Linked DNA regions of Mus musculus: region 2 is linked to region 1. Evidence: chromatin contacts called from public promoter capture Hi-C data. All regions are on one chromosome and are shown on one strand. The core of a region is the stretch at or near the end of the contact, and the rest is flanking DNA. Distances in the headings are between cores, read along the strand shown. Region 1 holds the start of Ttc8 (tetratricopeptide repeat domain 8). Region 2 overlaps Kcnk13 (potassium channel, subfamily K, member 13).

What was found. Promoter capture Hi-C pulls out the DNA fragments that hold promoters and counts their contacts.
Region 2: a contact with region 1 is called in a promoter capture Hi-C map of the HPC-7 cell line, with 5 times the contacts expected there. The contact joins the enhancer-like site here to the promoter of Ttc8 in region 1. A contact is called at or near these places in 7 of 39 promoter capture datasets (the C10 cell line, the HPC-7 cell line, cranial neural crest and 3 more) and 2 of 115 datasets of contacts at active chromatin or transcription factors (embryonic forebrain and embryonic stem cells).

What each region holds. Positions count from the first base shown.
Region 1 is chr12:98,919,166-98,922,311 of GRCm38.p6, reverse strand. It overlaps Ttc8 (tetratricopeptide repeat domain 8), which reads right to left and starts at 1,738. Exons shown (of 14, transcript NM_029553.4): 1 at 1,529-1,738. The coding sequence starts at 1,642.
Region 2 is chr12:100,021,161-100,024,117 of GRCm38.p6, reverse strand. All of the region lies in intron 2 of Kcnk13 (potassium channel, subfamily K, member 13), which reads right to left. Among named protein-coding and RNA genes, the nearest start is that of Gm51957, 35 kb to the left of the region's middle. Within about 2 kb of position 1,382, at least 27 of the 459 cell types and tissues checked have an H3K27ac peak or open chromatin away from gene starts, as enhancers often do. A contact at or near this core is called in the HPC-7 cell line, where this site is marked.

The DNA.
Region 1 (3,146 bases), core at 489-2,988:
GAGAGAGAGAGAGGAGTATACATTCCCTGCTGGCATTTAATGAGGAAGCGTCCAGTAAGCAACTCTTGGGAATCCTGTGCTGGGGAAACCATCCCAACTCAATGAAAACAACACATAATGTTCTTGAGAACCACTGAGCCTAGAACAATGTCTGGTACATCCAAAGGTCTTAACAAACTTCCCTTGTAACAATGGTAAAGAGATTTTATACTGCCTTGTTCCAAAGCATGCTGGATTGTGCTGGAAATGTCTTTAGCAGCCTTTGTAGGACCAATGTACCAAGCAACGCTCTTGGGGGGAAAAAAATCTCCATCTACACACTCACAGTCCTTTACTGAGCATGAATAATAACAACACTTCTAGAATCACCACCAATACAGTTTGTTCTGCCGGACGCCTATGACCATTTATTTGAGCATCCTTCATCCATTCGCTCAGAGAGCAGCAGAGTCCAGGAACAACCTTCACACTCAGGCTTTTCTAGCTTTCCCTTTCTTTCCTAACAACTCCAAGGCAACACCACTAGAGGGAAAGCAAGAAAACCAGGGTCTGAATAGGTACAATACACTGTGCATGTACCTAAAAGCACTGCCAAACTGGCACAACTCTACTCTTAGGCTCCTGTTTTTCTTCTCGCCTCTTCCAGGGGCTATTTATTCAATGATAATGTTCGTGATACCTCCCCCATTCATTATTGACCTTTGCATTCATTATACACAATAATGCTGTATTTATTAAGTTCCCTTTTGCCCGATCCCCTTTAAAGACAGGTTCTCCTTTAGCTCACCAGGCTGGCCTTGAACTCTCTACCTAGCTGAGCATGGCTTTGAACTACTGATCCCCTTGCTGTACAGGAGTATACCTTCATGTTGAACTGTTATATGTCCTTCTAACCAAGGCTATCAGGTCTTCTTCTGTCTTATATTTCCCTCCTACAAGAAAAGTTTCTCTTGCCCAGGTAGTTTCTTTAAAAATAAATATATCCTTCCCTCATCTACATTCTCATTCTTCTATCTTGCCTCCAGTTGAATTCATGACTCAGAAACAAAAGTTCCTTCACACTTGGACAGAGGTCTAAAAATGCGGTAGATCGCGTGCTTCACTATCTGGACCAAAAGACAGCTGTGTTTAAAGGCGGCTGCATCTCAAGTCTTTGTTCACATATATATTTTCCTTTTTAGAAATCAACCAAGTTAGGAGTGTGACCAGTGAATGACCAATGAACTATCAAAGCCCCTCACAAACTTAACAGAGTCCCTTTAAATATAACTAATTCTGAAAAAGGTGTGCTGAAGTTTATAGCAGGAGCTGTCAAAGCACAGGACTCAGGATTCCCAGGGGATGCAAAAGGCAGGGACCTACTGTCCAGGATTCCAAAGAGTCTCGCTCCAGGTGCCTTTGCGGATTACACAGGCAACTTCTTCTTGGGCCCTCCTCCCGGGCCTCCCTCAGGGGACAGAGGGATCCCGCCCTGAGCCCATGGCCTCAGCAAAGAGGATCCACAGACTGCCTGGGGCCGGCCAGGTACCTGATCATAAGGGGATTTCTCCAGCATCTGCGTGCATAGATCGGCGCAGAGCTGGAACTTCCTGCGTCTAAAATAGCTCCAGGCCCGGAGCAGTGGCTCCATCTCTGAGCCCATGGTGGTCCGGGACAACCCTCAAGGAACCCAGAGGCCCTGTACCCAGAGCCCGGCCCGGGGAGGGCGGGGTTCGGGAGCAGCGAGCGGGAGGCGTCTGGCTTTGCTGAGCAACGCGCAACGGCGGGGCCTGGCTAAGGAGGTGTCCGCAGCGCGCCTGAAAACAGGGGACGGGAAAGCCTCTGAGAGCCGACCTCAGCCAGAGAGTTTGCAAAGAATTGCTGGCAAAAAAGTGTTCTTTTAATGACAATAGATTGCATTAACTTTGAAAAGCCACCAAGCCTTTAAAAGAAACAGGTAGTGACTTAGACACCTCGGACAGGGTCCTCCGTGCTAACGAGAGATGCAGTTGCCTAGCAACCATCCGGTTGCTTACCCTGTAAGTGCCAAAAAAAAAAAAAAAAAAAGCCCACCTAAATTGACCCGGGTTGTGTCTCCTGTCTCACTACGCCCCACTTCGCGCATTCCTACTGCTGTCATATTTCTGACTCTAGAAACATAAATGCGGAAACAGTTTCTCCTGTGCCCTAAATCCAAAACCTCTACAGTATTTTTCCGTCTCACGGCAGTGTTCAAATTGCAAGGGATTTGAGAGCTTGCTTAGTCCAATACACTCATTTTACAGATGAGAAGATGAGATAGGCTCCAAAAAGAGAAATTATTTGCTTCACTTGTTTGGAGTTAAGGAGGCGAGACTATAATTTACAGATTGAGGGCATTTCTTCCAAAGTAGATAATGTATGGAAAGGGAGATTTGTTGTTGCTGTATTGTTTTGGTTTTCCTTTGGTTTGGGTTGTTTTCTTTGGTTTCAAGATCTTGCCATGCAGCCTAGGCTAATCTGCAGTGCAGCCTCCCTAGTGCCAGTGCATACAGGTATTTGACACCAGATACAACAAATAAACTTTTGAAACCCCGTTTATGGGCACGTGTCGTCTGTCAAATGTTTTCATGTGTGCAGTGAGTTTTGGTTTTGTTTGCTTTTATTCTTTCCCTGCAGAAGACCGAGTCCAGGGTTTTGGCACGCGCTAGATAAAGATTCTATTGTTGAAATCACTGAGCTAAATCCCCAGCCCAGAGTGGTTCTGACTGATTGAACCACTGCCCGACTTTCCTCTACACATTTACAAAGATGACAAATATCTAACAGCAAGAGCCCATAATGCAGAAATGAGGCTGGGGTGAGTCTGGGGGTGGCTTCTTAGACCATCCTCCTGCCTCCTTCCTACCATGACGGAAGACAGAAGAAAATATCTGAATAGTGAAGAGTTTTCTGACGGTGTCTACACTTTCTCTCACAGATAACAATCAATAAACACAGACCTTTTGCAGTTTCCTGAAACCACTAGAGAATCACAATGCAAACATTATATTTAACCCAGGTAGCTTTTGCAGATTTCAACCCGACGTCTACATTTCAGAACAAAGGAATGGATTGTGAATATTTCTAGTCTCATTTTCTAAGCAATCCTTCTAGAATTTTTGCATCTTGGAAGTGACTAATTATGA
Region 2 (2,957 bases), core at 133-2,632, 1.1 Mb before region 1:
TGATTGCCTGTCCCGAGACACTCTACGTCACCCAGCAGCCACTTGCACACAGTGTCCCAGCCCCAGTCAGAAATGACTGTGATGGGGCAGTGGGTCTGTAAATCACCCCAGGAATCTCTTATCTGCCCGTCGAGGTCACTCTGCCGCAAAGGAGGCTGCAGCAGTTCAGAGGCATGGGATGTACATCGAAGGTGCACAGACTTCCTGCATGCTCCTCCCTCTCCTGCTCCCAGCTGCTCACGCACACCCTGGTCGCTCTGCATGACCTTCAGACCAACCTCCATTTGTGGGTACCACTGGGAGACCCATCTACTGCACAGATGCCTGGTCTTGACACTTTCGGCCAGGAGTTGTATCTTGGAGTGCTGAGAGGACAGAGTTGGCCGGGAATACGCTCTGGGGACTCTATAGAGTGGGTTCTCTTAGGCGCAGTAAGTGGTGAAAATTGGTGTATATTCTTCTCTCTCCTGGGGAAAAGAGCAGCTTTTGAATATTGCAGTTATCATGGGGATGGAGAGGTAGTGGGTGAATGTGTCCTGATGAATTGTTTCAGTTTGGGGTGTGTGTGCACGTGTGTGCACGAGTGTGTACACACACACACACACACACACACACACACACACACATGCATACACGTGCAGAGATTCACATTATATATCTTTCTTGATTGCTATTGACTTTAATTTTTGAGTTAGATTCCCTCACTGAAGCTAGAACACATAGACTCTTCCAGATTGGCCAACCTGCAAGCTGCCTGCCTCCCGAGGACTTGGGCCTTTGAGGCGCCTCCTTCCACATCTGGCTTTTTATAGGGATACTGCAGATTCAGACTCCAGCCCTCAGGCCTTCACAGCAAGTTCTTCACTGTCTGAGCCATCTTGTGAGAGCCCCTATGAAGTTTTCCTTAATGCCATGCAAAGAAGGCAAGGTCCCTCTACAAAACCAGGAGTCAGAACTTGAGCACAGAACCAAGGTTTCCCCTGCTTAGGAAAGTGTGTCAGCGTGGCCCAAAGCTAAACAGAGTGCTGAATGCCCCTGACCTTCTCCACCCTGAAGCGCCTCCCTCCACAGAGACAGGCCACAGAAAGCTATGCTCTCTCTATCATACATCTATGGGTGCATGGAAATCACCAGCCATATGGGAGTAAGGTTGAGTGTTCTCAAGACCGGACGCTAGATTGCAACCATCCAACAGAAAGCTATGGATGCTCCAAGTCTTTGGTGCTGAGAAAATCTGAAAAACCACTTACAGAGCATCTTTCCTCGGCTCTGGGCCTGGAGGAAGCAGGAGGGAGCCTTCGGGACCCCTTTCTCTTGGCTCACAGGGAGATAAATGCTGACCTCAGCCCAGGGAGCCTGCCATTGCCATCGGTGGGAGGCTCATTTCCTCTTTTTCTTTGCCAAGAAGTCATCAGTACAGGGAGGGGTTTTTTTTGTTCATAAAACCTACTCATCCTTATCTCTGTTCTCTTTTTGAGTGAGTCCCTGTGGAGGACTGAGCACAGAGCTGCATGCTTTTCTTAGAAGACCCCCGTCGGCAGTGTGGAGGTGTGTCCCCAAATGAACCACTGGATGGATTCCTCTGCCAGTTAACAACATGCCACAGAAAATGTCTACAAATGACTCTGTGAGGGAAGTTGGAGGTCAAAGGTGTGCCTTGGTGGGGGAGAACGTGCACAAGGCCTTGGATTTGATCCCTAGACCATGAAACAAAAATACAAGTCGAGGTGCTTCAGCAAGACTCACAAATGTTAAAGGCTCCCAAGACATCATGGCCATGGTCTACAGGTCATCTTCTGCTTCCCTGCCCCAATTCAGGAAGGCAGCTCGTTTTGCTTCTTCTTGGAAGTTTCTGCATTTTGTAGCAGCGGGGCTGGAACCTAGGGCTTTGTGCTTGGCAGGCAAGAGCTCTACCAGTGAGTCACCCCTCAGCTCTCTATGATGGTCTTCTATAGAGCTAGGAATTGAATCAGGGCTTTTTACATGCTAGGGCAGTGCACAATCATTATACCATAATCCTTGTCCCTTGGTTGTTTTGTTTTGGTTTTGTTTGTTTTTTGTTTGAGACAAGATTTGGCTATGTAGTTTGGGCTGGCTTTGAATTCACAATCCCCTGCCTCTGCCTCTAGAGTTCCTGGGTTACAGTCATCGACCACCAAATGCAACTCCTGCCTTGTTTTTCTTAGCACTTGTTTATAGCATTTAAAATACATCATTTACACGAACACACTTGTCATAGAAAATGCAGAACAAGAGAAACGAACAGCCCTAATGATGCCTTCCTGCCAAGAGAGTCAACACATCTCTGGTTCGCTTTCCCCATTTGGAAGGCGGGAGACAGAGCACAATAGAAGAACATGGGTATTAGCTGAGACCATGGGCAAAGCCCTCAGCTTGGGGTAGGAACTAAGTAAGGCCAGCTGCTCTTGTTTTAGCTGCTTTGGTATATTTTCTTTCAGTCTGTGCAAGTATCCACAAACATCTTATTTCTTAAGAAGAAGTTTAATCTTTATTAAAATTCCTGCTGATGTCCAATTTCAGCCAGGTTCTGACAAATCTTCTAAGGCTGTGTCCCATAATAGGAAGAAAAAGCAAAAAACCAAACAAACAAAAAAGGACTGACTGAAGCTTGTGTACTGGCTAGTTTTGTGTCAACTTGACACAGCTGGAGTTATCACAGAGAAAGGAGCTTCAGTTGAGGAAATGCCTCCATGAGATCCAACTGTAAGGCATTTTCTCAGTGATCAAGGGGGAAAGGCCCCTTGTGGGTGGGACCATCTCTGGGCTGGTAGTCTTGGGTTTTATAAGAGAGCAGGCTGAGCAAGCCAGGTGAAGCAAGCCAGTAAAGAACATCTCTCCATGGCCTCTGCATCAGCTCCTGCTTTCTGACCTGCTTGAGTTCCAGTCCTGCATCCTTTGGTGATCAACAGCAGTATGGAAATGTAAGCCGAATAAAC